Linked DNA regions of Mus musculus: all the other regions are linked to region 3. The links are chromatin contacts, called in public HiChIP or PLAC-seq maps. All regions are on one chromosome and are shown on one strand. The core of a region is the stretch at or near the end of the contact, and the rest is flanking DNA. Distances in the headings are between cores, read along the strand shown.

The links. HiChIP or PLAC-seq counts read pairs in DNA pulled down with a chosen protein or histone mark.
Region 1: a contact with region 3 is called in an H3K27ac HiChIP or PLAC-seq map of extraembryonic endoderm stem cells. The contact joins the enhancer-like site here to the promoter of 4933427D14Rik in region 3. A contact is called at or near these places in 2 of 39 promoter capture datasets (neural stem cells and stem cell-derived epiblast-like cells), 2 of 484 Hi-C or Micro-C datasets (cortical neurons and embryonic stem cells), 6 of 115 datasets of contacts at active chromatin or transcription factors (astrocytes, bone marrow-derived macrophages, embryonic stem cells and 2 more) and 2 of 9 other capture datasets (adipose tissue and liver).
Region 2: an H3K4me3 HiChIP or PLAC-seq map of bone marrow-derived macrophages shows a contact between it and region 3, with 5 times the contacts expected there. The contact joins the enhancer-like site here to the promoter of 4933427D14Rik in region 3. A contact is called at or near these places in 4 of 39 promoter capture datasets (the 3T3-L1 cell line, embryonic stem cells, hippocampal neurons and 1 more), 1 of 484 Hi-C or Micro-C datasets (embryonic stem cells), 11 of 115 datasets of contacts at active chromatin or transcription factors (SST interneurons, astrocytes, bone marrow-derived macrophages and 2 more) and 1 of 9 other capture datasets (adipose tissue).

Annotation. Positions count from the first base shown.
Region 1 is chr11:72,500,100-72,504,765 of GRCm38.p6, forward strand. All of the region lies in intron 9 of Spns3 (spinster homolog 3), which reads right to left. Among named protein-coding and RNA genes, the nearest start is that of Spns2, 13 kb to the left of the region's middle. Within about 2 kb of position 2,407, at least 65 of the 459 cell types and tissues checked have an H3K27ac peak or open chromatin away from gene starts, as enhancers often do. A contact at or near this core is called in adipose tissue, cortical neurons, extraembryonic endoderm stem cells and 1 more, where this site is marked.
Region 2 is chr11:72,518,106-72,522,339 of GRCm38.p6, forward strand. The region is part of intron 8 of Spns3 (spinster homolog 3); the gene reads right to left. Among named protein-coding and RNA genes, the nearest start is that of Spns3, 30 kb to the right of the region's middle. Within about 2 kb of position 1,301, at least 30 of the 459 cell types and tissues checked have an H3K27ac peak or open chromatin away from gene starts, as enhancers often do. A contact at or near this core is called in adipose tissue and bone marrow-derived macrophages, where this site is marked.
Region 3 is chr11:72,205,450-72,209,752 of GRCm38.p6, forward strand. It overlaps 4933427D14Rik (RIKEN cDNA 4933427D14 gene), which reads right to left and starts at 2,033. Exons shown (of 19, transcript NM_001361564.1): 1 at 1,747-2,033. Txndc17 (thioredoxin domain containing 17) reads left to right here and starts at 2,105. Exons shown (of 4, transcript NM_026559.3): 1 at 2,105-2,319; 2 at 2,804-2,885; 3 at 3,281-3,356; 4 at 3,966-4,303. The coding sequence starts at 2,175. The coding sequence ends at 4,034.

The DNA of each region.
Region 1 (4,666 bases), core at 1,157-3,656, 300 kb after region 3:
AGCAAGAAGGTAAGGGCATCAAGAATGCGACTTCTGGAGTCAGTCAGTCTGGGGTCTACTCCCGATCCCTACCCATTAGCTGTGCGTCTTTGGGCAAGTCGCTTCAGCCATTCCTGTCTCCTCTCTAAATGGGATAATGATAGTACCCACCTTGAGGGCTGTGCTCAGTGTTGTTCAGTTTATACATAGAAGCTTCACATGAATAGCTATCCTGCTGACAGAAGGCTCTGGGCATGTGTGCTTCCTGCCTGGCAGGCATTCCCTCACTGGGCCTACTGTGCAGCACTATTTATCATTTATGACTTACCCTTATGTCACCTCCTCTGTGAAGCCCTCTCAGGTTTAGGGGCCTGCCTTCACACACACACACACACACACACACACACACACACACACACACACACACGCCCAGTTGGGCACCACAGTTAAATGAGGGTATGCCCCTGGCACTGGGAGGGGTTTTGGTCCATTTCCTTACCTCTCATACTGTATTAATAGCAAAGCCCCTAATTTCTCCTGTGTCCCTGGAGTACTGTAACACACGAGGGACAGGAGGTCTGGTGAAAATCTGCCAACCAAGTAAGTCAAATAGAAACTTCTGAAAGACTCGTCTCAGGAGAAAACCTGCCAGCTCAGAGCTATTCCCTACTATGGCAGCCACAGAAAAGATTGCTGCTCTGTGGTCTTGTCCCCAAAACCTCAGTGTCCATTATCTGAGCCCATCTGCAAATAATAATAATAATAATAATAGCATTTAATGACTACTTCCTGCATGTGTTTTTATGTATCAGCTCCAACAAGTCATGAAGGAGATACGATTATTTCCTGTATTTTATAGATGGGAAAACCTTCACAGAGCAGGTAATTAAATTGCCCAGAGCAGCCCAGCCAGGAAGTAACAGGGTCCAGACTGGATGACAGGCTTTCTCTTCCCAGGGTCTGGCCTTCTGACCCTCTGCTGTTAGGGATGAGGGGAGCTGACATGTTGATGTATTCACTGCACAGCATTTAAAAGGTAGACAGTAAGGCTAAGAAGACAGAAGCAGGCCGTGGGGGCTCACACCTTTAATCCCAACAGGCAGGAGGCACAGGCAGGTGGAGCTTTCTGAGCTGGAGGCCAGGCTGATCTACACAGAGTTCCAGACCAATGAGTGTTGTATAGTGAAACCCTATCTCAAAAAAAGAAAAATTAAAAAGACGGGTTCCTTAGTGGTCCTGCCTATGGGCGGGAGAATCAATGTCTTACAGAGAGAGGTCAAAGGGGACACAGGAAGGTAGGAACCCAAAAATATGACTCTGGATTTCAGAACCGTACCAGACAGACACAGGAGGTCTGCTGGGGAGGGGCTTGTAGGTGGGCAAGGCTGATCTGTGGAGCCACTGTGGGCCATCAAATAGTATGGTGGTCACTGGGGCCGAGGTTTCTCTCCCCACATGGTGAGAGAAGCTGGGCCTCCTGCCATCCTCAGGACCTGCCAGCGCTGGAGGAGGAACCGACCACAGATCTGCACCTTCTCAGGACTTCCTTCTCACCCCATAATTATGTGATTAGTCATGGGTGGCTCTGGGAGCCGGGCTCAGCTTTGGCTCCCTGCACAGAGTCCTCCAGCAAGATCCACATGGGGCTGGGGGCTGCTCAGACCCCCCTCCCCCAGAGTAAGGTCTCTGCAAGCTGCCTCCATGGCTTCTCAATATACTGAAGCATGGGCCCCACCCCCTGCCTCCCCCAGGGTGCCTGTAACTGCCAAGGCTGGGCCGAGCAGCACCTGGCAAGCTGGGGATGGGTAATTTTGAAAATGAGTGGCTTTTGGGTTTCCAACATTCCAGGTTCACCAACTTCTGAGACAAAAACACCTGTGTTTTGGCTCACCCTTCTCAGAAAAGCAGTTCCCTTTATAGCCTGGGGCAAGAGAGGTGCAGGCAGCCACCACCTTACAGAAAGTTGGGGAGCAATCAGGAAGGACAGATTCCCTGGCAGCTTGCCTTCTGCACTCCCCAACTCAACCCCTGTGGCCAGACTCCTCTGAATGGCAGTACAGTCCCTCCTCGAGCCTCCTCCTGCTCAGGACTGGGAGGAAGAGTGAGCCATGGGGAAGCAGCCTGGGTAGGGCAGCTGGAGGCTCCTGGAGCAGAGTTAGGGATAGAGAGATACCTTCTTTTTCTTTCCAGGAGAAAAGATTGTCTCAGGCACAGCCGAGCCAGGAGGAGATGCGCAGGGAGGGTGCAGGGAATGAGCGCCTCGTGAGGATGGGTGAACAACGAGGAGATAAATAAGGAGAAATCTGCAAGGAGCCTGCAGGCTGGAGAGATAACTATGAAAATCCAGCAGCTGTGCTGAAGACTACTGGGCCAGGCCTCGGTGGGAAGTCTGCTAGCAATGCAGTTCCTGGACTGACTCTCCACCCACCCAATCAGATGATGAGGACAAAGAGCCCGCAATCAGTGACAAGCTCCTCCAGGCTTGACTCGGAAGGATGGAGTGTGAGAGCCATTGGAACAGGCAGCCCTTGGGGACCTCCTGTCTAAAAGGAGCCTAGATTCTCCCCACTGGAGAGAGTAGTGTCCTGAGGCAGGACTGGTGGGGATTAGATGACAGACACCTCCTCAGGAACACACAGGGTACAGATTTTAGCTCACTGCTCCTTTTTGGCCTGAAGCACCCTGGTAGGAGCTACTTGCCCATCTATCTATCTATCTATTGCGCATTTGAGCTGAGGTTCTCTCAGTGGTCACCTGATGGCCACAAGCTGTCTCTCATCTTAAGTAGTGGGGGACAGGCATGAAAGGCAGATTGCTAGACCACTCCTGACTGAGCTCCGCTGTCCATCCTCTCCCCTCCCCCCTCCCTTCTCCCCTCTCCCATTCCCCTCCCCCCTCTCCCCTCTCTCCTCTCAGGCACCAGCTCCCAGGAACCCACAGTCTCTCCCTCATTTTCCCATTAGAGCCTCTTTGCTCTCTCTACCAACAGCTGACCACCTGAATGTCTCCTGCTGCAATTTCCTCACAGCAACCAAAAGAGAACTTCACCTCCCGCTTAGGAGCAAGCGCAGGTAGGTACAGGGGCCCTTCTTCCACTTCCTGCACAACCTGTCCCCACATACGTCCTTCCCCTAACCTGCTTTCTCCATGGGACCTCAGTCTCCACACATGTCCCCTCCCTGGTTCCTACAACTTGGCTTTCTGCCATGTCTGCATAGTATATTCTCTCTTGTAAACTTGTGCCCCTCTAAATGATGGGAACAGAAAGGGCTGCACTCCCTGCCACCCCCACCCCATCTAGTACAGGAAGATCACTGTGGGCCACTGGGCTTAGGGCAGGCAGGAAGGCAGCAGGAAGAGCATGGAGCTAGCTAGAGCAGAAGCCTTGAAGCCATGAAGGGCTCAGAGAGCTGTAGGCTGGCTGCATGTGGCCAGCTAGCTCCCCCACAGTCCAGATTCTAGCTGGCCCCCAGAGCCACCCTCTCCCTCCCTCCCTCGAAGTTGTGGGCACACTCCTCGTTAGCACTGCAAAGCTTCTGGCTCTGTTGGGTTAATGATTCCAGCAGAGACAGACATAGGGATGCCATGTAGCCTTCACATATCATTGGGGCCGTCATGTGGAAAAGGGATCACAGTGGGGGGTAAGCAGAGGAAGCTGTGGGGGGCAGGTTCAGTGTGGCTTGAACCGCCTGAGAGAGGATGAGCTATGTAGAGGGTGGGTGTTCCCTCCAGCCGTCTCATTCACCCCACTAGGCAGGTAATGATTAGACCTTTTTATGGGCAAGGAAACTGAGGCCCAGGGCCATTTGCCAGGCCTGTGGCTGAGTCTGGCCTGGAGCCTAGGTCTCCTGTGCAGAAGGAGGGGCAGGGAAGACTGGCTATATCCAGTGATATGTTTGTTCACTAGAGCCAGAGACAGGGCTGAGCCTGAACCACAGCAGGCAGTGAACATCCTATCAACAAGGTGTTCACTCAGATCTTGTTGTCTGATGAAATGATATACATCCCCACGGTCCTTCCAAACCCAAGACACCTTTAGGAGGCAGAAGGGCCATGGGAACCTCAGGGTCACAATAGAAATCCTACCCATTAACCCCTGAGCCTGATAGCGGGCTAAACTTTCTGCAGGTCGTCTCTTCCTGCACTCTCACAACAATGGTCCTAACATTCCATCCCTGTTTTCCTTATCAGGAAACTAAAGCTCAGAGGTACAAAGCAACCCGTTAAAGTCACATGGCTTGTGAGTGATAGAGGGCAGAAGCAAGCTGAAGCCAGGGGCTGTCTCTGGGGGGGACTCTAGCCTGACCCTCTTCACCAGACAGCTGCTGGCCAGGCCACCCAAAACCCTATACCCAGTGCCAGACCGTGCCAGTCTGCCAGGAGACAGCAGGAGGGCCCTCGGTGTTTCTAGACTTAGGAGCCTTGTTATCAATCAGAGTTCACAGTTTCATAATGTTCAAAGTCCTTGTGGCTCCTCAGAAGCAGCTGAGAGGCTGAACGCAGGGCAGAGCCGGGGAAGGAACAAGCTGGACTCTGGACACCAAACCCATGGGGTGAGAACAGCATTAGGTCTTATCATAGCCAGCTCTTCTAGGACTTCATGAGGTGGGATGGGCTGGAACCAGCAGGCTATAGTGACTAGTGCTCCAAGTCCAGCGTCCCTCTCTATGTGACTCTAAAGTACAGG
Region 2 (4,234 bases), core at 51-2,550, 310 kb after region 3:
AGAGAGAGAAAGAGAGAGAGAGAGAGAGGAGGGAGGGAGGGAGGGAGGGAGGAAGGAAGGAAGGAAGGAAGGAAGGAAGGAAGGAAGGAAAGAAGGAAGGAAGGAAGGAAGGAAGGAAGGAAGGAAGGAAGGAAGGAGAGAAGGAAGGAGAGAAGGAGGGAGAGAAGGAGGGAGAGAGGGAGGAAGGAAGGAGAGAAGGAGGGAGGGAGGGAGGAAAGGAAGGAAGGAAGGAAGGAAGGAAGGAAGGAAGGAAGGAAGGAAGGAAGAGGAAGAGAAAAGAAAGAGAAGAGAAGGCCAATTGGTGGCACACCCACCACACCTAGAACTCAGAGGGCAGAGGCAGGCAGACCTCCATCACTTTGAAGCCAGCTTGATCTACATAGTGAGTTCTAGGCTAGCCAAGGGTACACAGTACGACCCTGTCCTAGTTTAAAAAGAAGGAGGAGGAGGAGGAGGAAGAGAAGGAGGTGGGGGAGAGCAGAGCACCAGCATTTGCCTCTCTGCTTCCTCACTGCAAATGCAGTGTGGGCTGGCTAGTTATTTCATCAACTTGACACCAGCTAGAGCTATCGGGGAAGAGGAACCTCAGCTGAGGAAATTCCTCCATCAGACTGCCAACAGGCCAGACTGTAGGGCATTTTCCAAATGACTGTGGGATGGGGGGGGGGGTGCATCTCACAGGGGTGATGCTACCCTGTGAAGGTCCTGAGTTGTATAACAAAGCAAACTTAACAAGCCCCAGGAGCAAGCCTCGGTAAGCAGCACTCCTGAGCCACTGCTTTAGTTCCTGCCTCCAGGTATCTGCCATGATGTCCCTCCATGATGGGCTGTCAACTGTAAGATGAAATTAACCCTTTCTTCCCCAAGTCACTTTTGACCATGGTCTTTATCACAGCGGTAGGAAGTGAGACACAGGATGTCCAGCTGCCTCGTGGTACTGCTACCCACCCCCCCGCCCCCCCGCCCCCGCCCCCGCCCCGGGGAGTGCATCCTTAAACCATGAAGCAAAAATAAACCCTTCCTGCCTTAAGTTGCTGTTGTTGGAGTGACAGAAAAAGCAACTAATATACATCCCAAATTTAACATGCCTAAATTGGAACCCCACAGAACTTTAAAAACAGCCACCCTTCCCCTCCCTCAGACGTCCCCTCAGTAAAGAGCAACTCCTTGACTCCAGCCGCTCAAGCCACAGAGACACTCTCAACTCCTCTCTTTCTTTTGCTCTGTACCCAGTCTGTCAGGAAATCCTGTTGCTCTACTTCCATAACACACCCAGAACCTGACCACTTCTCCACACTTCCTCACTAGCCAGCCTGACTCAAGCCACCGCCCTCGTTGGCCTGTGTCATTGGAAAAACCTCTTAATTATTTTCCTCTTCCTGACTTTGGCACCACCCATTCCATTCCAACACAGAAGTCAGAGAATTCCCCTGCCTTTTTTATTTCAAGTTTTCCCCTTATCTATTTAATATTTGTGTTTGTGCATGCAAAGAGGAGGTCAAGAGACATGTGTACAGACCACAAAGCCAGAGGACAGCTTGCAGAAATCAGTTCTCTTCTTCTACCAGGTTGGTCCCCGGGATCGAACTCAGGGTGTCAGGCTTGGCAGCAGGCCCTTTTACCTGCTGAGCCATCTCACTAGTCCCATAGAGAGTTCCTTAAGCTGTGTGATTGGCAGTTGCAAAATGCCCCCAGTTAATCCTTCCACATCATGTTCATGCCTTTACACTGTGCCCTTCCTCAGTGAACCTGGGTGGGTTCTACATACCTTAGACAACAGAAGAAGGCAGAAGTGATGTACTTCCTGGGGACTAAAAGGCTTTGCATCTTCCACTTGGGTCTCTTAGATATTGTTCTAAAAAGAAGCTTATCTACTCTAACAAAGGATACAGAGTCCCAGAGAGAAGAGCCACGGGAGACTGGTCAGTGTGGGCATTACACCCATCCCAGGTCAGTGCAGTTACAAACAAACAGAAAGCAGAAGAGAAAGCATCCGGCCATGAGAAATCACTGAAGGCCAAGGATGTGACTCAGTTGGCAGAGTGCTCAGCTAGCCTGCACAAAGCCCCACGTTTGATCCCTGGCACTGTTTAAACTGTGTATGATGTTGTATACCTGTAACTCCATGTCCTGGGAAGAGGAGGTGGAGACAGGAGGATCAGAAATTCAAGGTTATGCTTGGCTACAAAGGGAGTTCAAAGCTGTCTCAGTGAGGGTCACCGTTGCTGTGATGAAATACTATGACCAAAAGCAACTGGGGGAGGACAAAGATTTCACTTCTACTTCCACATCACTTCATCATCAAAGGAAGTCAGGACAGGAATTCTAACAGGGCAGGAACCTGGAGGCAGGAGCTGATGCAGCGGCCATGGAAGAGTGTTACTTACTAGTCTGTATCTCATGGCTTGCTCAGCCTACTTTCTTATAGCATCCACGACCACCAGCCCAGGGGTGGCACAACCCACAATGGGATGGTTCCTCCTGTATCACTCTATAAGCAGGCTTGCCTACTGCCTGATCTTATGGAGGCATTTTCTCAGTTGAGATTCCCTCCTCTCAGATGACTCTAGCTTATGTCAAGTTGACATAAAACTAGCCAGCAAAGAGGCCAGTCTGGGCTCACGAGACCCTGCCTCAAAATAACAATAATTATAATTACTATAGTAGACTGTTTCAAGCCACTAAGTTTGGGGGTGATTTGTTAGGCAGCAAGAGATCCCCACTATAAACCATCACTTAGATCACTTGGCTTGTATGCAGGACACATTCACTGGTCCTCAGTTCACATCTGAAACCAAAGACATTGTAGGCACAAGGTCCTACACGATCTGTATCCCCCACTTCCTGGTCCTACACGATCTGTATCCCCCACTTCCTGTTGCCATTGCTCGGAACACATTCCCTCCACCCTGTCTTGGCTCACCCCATCCCAGGCACATTTCCTTCATTCCCACCAGTCGCTTTCTCTTCCCTGGAGTCTCAACATCTGCTGTTCTCCTTCCAGATTGCTCTTTCCCACTACCATGTGGCTCTGTCCTTCACTTGCTTCTGGTCAGTACTGAAGCATTCATCATAGAGAGAGTCTTATATTCCCTGGCCCCTTGAGCCCTGATCCTTTGTCTTTTTCTCTTCTGTTATCCACACAGAACGCATCTTCCTCTGACATACATTTATTTCACTCCATGCAGATGGTGTGCTATTTTGTTTAATACAACACCCCCCCAATGTTTAGAATGGTATATGTCACACAGGACATACTGGGATGTATTTGATGGGGACAGGGGTCCTTGCTGCTCCTCCTGGCTAAGACTTGGCCTCAGATCTACCTCTTGAGATCTCAGACACATCAGAAAATGCATTCCCTCAGTTCAGGAACCCCAGCTTTGGTTCCAGGTACAACTTGAACCCTAGACTTCCTACCGGTGAGACGGTGAGAACAGAGTGGAGCCAGAGACTGGTACCCAGTGGGCCTCCTGTCTGTATGCACAGACATGCTTCCCTTCAAGGTGAAACCCCAGAGGCACCCAGAGAATGGAGGACAAGAAGACCTAAGCCACATCAACCAACTGTATTTTCCAAAGATGAGGATATCTTGTCATCACATGTTCTTTCAGGTCCTTGATCCTCTCTCTCATCAAAAGACAGACTCTAGGGATCTGGAGAGATGACTCAGCAGTTAAGAACACCAGCTGTGCTTTCAAAAGACCCAAGTTCAGTTCTCCAAACCCACACTGGACAGTTCCCAAATACCTGTAACTACAACTTCAGGGAAATTGACTCCCTCTTCTGACCTTCTCAGGCACCCAAACAAATATTCACATGTACATACTCATAAATCAAAATAATCTGTTTTTCTCTGTTTCTCCAGCCTGTTATTATTTTAAGCAACAAGTTAGAGTTCAAGGGAATACAACACTTTCAAAGTAACTTTCCAGGATCAGTCAGAGGAGGCATGATAGCTTCCCCTAGCTAGTTATCCCTAGCTGCTAATGCTTGGAATCCGACCACAGTGTTGTAAGGGAGCCCAGGCTACACAGAGAAGACACGGGCAGGCACTCCGGCTAAGTTCTCATCAACTGCCAGACAGCTTGGCTTCCAGGATCCAGCCCTTCCCATTTGCCTACTTGACTTCAGATAGAAAACACGATGTCACCCCTTCTGCTTCCAACCTAGTCTTGCCTAACTGAAAACTCTGAGCAAAACAAATGCTTTCGTTGTTTTGAGTGGCCAAGTT
Region 3 (4,303 bases), core at 783-3,282:
TCTTCTTCCCTACCTCCTGGTACCACCACTGTCTGCAAACCTGGCAACTGTCCTTTTCCCCACAGTCCTGGAATACTTGCATCATCTGCCTCCTTCCCCAAAGCCCTGGGTGCTCCCATTGCCTGTTCTATACCCCACAGGCCCTGGGCACCTCGAGAACCTATCTCATGCTCCTCAGAAGCACACAATTCTACAGCCTGTGCTGCACCCCATGACCCCGGGTCACCTCCACATCTAGCTTCCTCTTCTCTAGCACAAGGCACTCCTACAAGCTGTCCCATGGTCCTTAGACCAGGAATACCCCTAGAACCTATATCTTCCATCTCTTGTCTCCTTTGCCACAACCCTGGGCCCCCGTGGGAGGTAGTTCCATCTTCCATGGCCCTGGGTAGTACCAGCAGGGCATCAGGGCCCCCTTCCATCAGCCCCCTTTCCCATAACATATGCCCATATTCAGCTCCTTCTGCCAGAGCCCCAGAAAACTGCCCTGACTGCCCTCCCCCACAGAGACATGAGGTACCCTCACATTCCCTCACTTCTCCAGCTCTGGGCCTTTTCAAGACCTGAGACCATCCTATGGCCTCAGGCACCACCACAGTTTGTCTTTTTTCCCAAGGTCCAGAGGAAACACAGTCTATCTTCTCTACTACCTCAGGTCCACCCACAGGAGGTGGTGTCTTCCCAGCTTGTCCCTGCCTACAAAGGATAGAGACTCTCTCACAACCGGCCCCTATTCCCCTAGCTGTGGGCAGTCCTGAGGCCTGGGGGAATGTCCTAGTATTGCCTCTCACCCAGGGTCCGGTGACACCACCTCGGCTGGTCTCTACCCAGGAAGCTCGCCCAGGAATACCCTTCTCGATCGGCCCCTCTCCCACGGGAACGGGATGGAGCTCCACTCTGCTTCCTTCCCAGCATCCCGACGCTACCCTCATAGCCTGCACCTTCAACCACAGTTCCAGGATGCTCTCATGGCCAAGTGTTCCTGGACGACCTTTTCTCTCACAGCTTGGAGAGCTCCTATTGTCTAGCTCCTCCTCCCCAGATACAGTCACCCACACAGACCCAGCAGGCCCAACCACCTCGGGCTCGCCCACAGTCCCGTTCACCCACACTGTCCTGGGGTCCATTGCTGCCTCAACCGAGCCTGCAGTCCCAGGTATCCCAAAGGCCCTGTTCACCCTAGCGGGGACTGCGGGCTCCGCAGTCCTCTTCTCTAAAGGCTGCTGACCATTCTGTAGCCACCCTATGTTTGCACAGAGCATCCGCCGCACTGAAGATCTCACCCGGCGCCTTACTCCATAGCCTCGGGATAACCCTGCACCCCACCTCCTCGCCCACAGAGGCCGAACACCCCGACGCAACCTGCGGGCCCTCATGCAATGAGCCGGCATCTTCGCTGCCAGTGTACACCTGCGTAGCCCGGGCAAGGGCCCCCGTGCCGGCGTCGCAGCTCCTGGACAATTCCTTTCCCCAATGCAACCTCAGACACGCTCTCTTTGCATCTGTTCCCCCGCACACGCACTCACAACACTCGGATCCAGTCCTCGCTGCCTTTCTGCCTCCCAGCTCTCTCCAAACCCCCGCCCGATCCCGGACGCCGCCCCCGGCCCCGGCCCCCCTAAAGTCTGACAAATAGAAAGGTAATAGGAGGGGCGGAGCTGCAAGGCAAGCCTGGGGCGAGGTCTCTCACTGTCTCTCTGTCTAATGCAGTTTCCCAGAATTCCCCCAGCTCCGGCCCAAGCCCACCTGGTTTGGGCGCGGCGCGGCCACCAAGAGATCGTAAGGCGACCCCACGCTAGGCCTCGCTTCCGGCCTCTCGCCCAGTCGTCATGGCAACAGGCGCGCGGCTGTTTGGGAGCCGTTGATCTTCCTGAGCCATTTGAGGATCAAGGTGTTGTACCGCGACGGGCTTTGCCGTCACTGTCCATGAAGCCAGGGTGGGGACCAGACCAGGTCAGGCGTCTAGTTGTCTGAGGGAAACTGGCGCCAAAAAGAAACTCCAGCAGACCAAAAGGACGGCCCTAAGGAGTTATGGCTATTCAAGGCTCCCGTAGCACCACTCTGCTGCGGCGGCCCCGCCCACCCGGAACCTTGTCCACGCCTTACTTGGGCCCCGCCTTGGGGGCGCAGGACCCTAGGGCTCCTCCCGTGCTCCTCTCCGCACTGTTGTACCCATGGCCACCTTCGAGGAGGTGAGCGTGCTGGGCTTCGAGGAGTTCGACAAGGCAGTGAAGGAGCATGAGGGCAAGACCATTTTCGCCTACTTCAGCGGTTCTAAGGATACCGAAGGGAAGAGCTGGTGTCCGGACTGCGTGGAAGGTGAGGCTGGGACCAGGACTGGGGGTTGCTGCGCCACAGCAGTGCTAGGAAGAAGGCCCCTGCTGAAGTCAGAAAGTGGGATGAGATGAGGATCTTGGTCCTGCAGACCCGCAGAAGCGCCTGAGCTGTACCCCGTCTCTCGTTAGGCCCTTACTGCCCCACCCAAGGATGACCCTCATTTTTATCATGGATTCGGATCTTGGAACCAGGTTCTTTAAAATTCTCAGTTCCCCAAACGATTAGTGTCTCATAAAAAAAAAAAAGACCAGACTCAGGAGTTGATCTTTCCGTCATCATATATGTATGCTGAGTTTTCTGATTGTGTCTTAAAGACAATCAGGACTAGGACTTAAGTGATTCACGAGTCCAGAGGACACGCGACTTTAACATCCTATCTTACAACCGGTTAAAGTCTAAGACTGGGGACGGGAGGGCGTGGGCTATCGCAGTTGATGTGTAATTACTTTTTAACTCTTTTAAAAAGCTGAGCCAGTCATTCGAGAGGGGCTGAAGCATGTTACCGAAGACTGTGTGTTCATCTACTGCCAAGTAGGAGACAAACCTTAGTAAGTCATGTATACCGTATCTCCAGACATGGACTATATTATTAAAAAGCTGGGTAAAAAGGACCTCAGATAATTGGTCAGGCTCTGTGTTTTAGGTATTGTCTGATAAGCTAAACAATTAGAATTACTGAATTCATATTTACAGTTTATGTTCAACCACATATCATCATTAATGAATTGGGTCTGGAATAAGTTCAGAACTCTATTGACTTTACATTTGTTTTATCTTAGCCACACTTTAAACTTTGCAGAAAGTGACACATAAGTTACAGTTCTCAAAATGTTTAAAGGTTAACAAAAGCAGTGGTTACAAGTATATTATATATAAGTCAACTGTTGAGTAAACTGTAATGAACCAAGTAGTATTTTTCATTATCTGTTTCATTTTGGAACAGCTGGAAAGACCCAAATAATGACTTCAGACAAAAACTGAAAATAACCGCAGTGCCTACACTACTTAAATATGGAACAGTAAGTGTCTACCTTTATGTTTGTAGCTATAATGTAGTTAAAACTCAAGTTGTTTTTTGAGTCAAGTTTGAAAAGATCTTGACCTTTGATTTCCAACATCACATTGTTGTTCAGAGTGCATCAGAAACACACAAGTTGGTGTCCATTCCTCTGCCAATCCTGACAAACTATTAATAATGCAGATATTAGTGTCTGGGGTGTATTTTTAAGCCACTTTTAAGATTCTGTCTTCAGAAGAAAGTTGACTCATTTCTGAAAGCACCTTTGTCAATGTTTTCTAAACCCACTTTTCAGGCTTAAAAGGGCTCTCCCTCTATTTCAGCCCTGCCCCTAGAATCCTAAATTAAAGAGTTGAGGGAAAGAGATGGCACCAGGCATGCTGTCTCTTGTTTTCAGCCTATGGGGCTTCCTAGTGTGGAAATACAAGGCCTCTCAGGCCAAGTGTTTTAATGATTCATCTTGACACAAGCATCCTAACTATTTAATAAAGCTTGTTATAACTAGCTGATGGCATAATTTGTGTTCAAAAACTTGTCATTCAAAGTAGAATTCACTCCACCCCTAGTAATATTCATAGCAACAGTGAAAACTTAACCATTCTTTTTACAGCCTCAAAAACTTGTGGAGTCTGAGTGCTGTCAATCCAGCCTTGTGGAGATGATCTTCTCTGAAGATTAAGATTTGATGACCTTGCCGGACTGTGGTGGCACATGCCTTTAGTCCCAGCACTCGGGAGACAGAGGCAGCTGGATCTCTTTGAGTTTGAGGCTACCTGGTCTACAAGTTGAGTTCAAGGACAGCCAGAGCTACAGAGTAAAACCCTGTCTGGAAAAACCAAACCAACCCAAAAAAGCCTGATGATTGCAATTTTGTATTGATTGCCTGGTTTGTTTAAAAGCAGCCACATTATTGCTTTGAATTGATGAGTAAATGATGTTATTAAATCA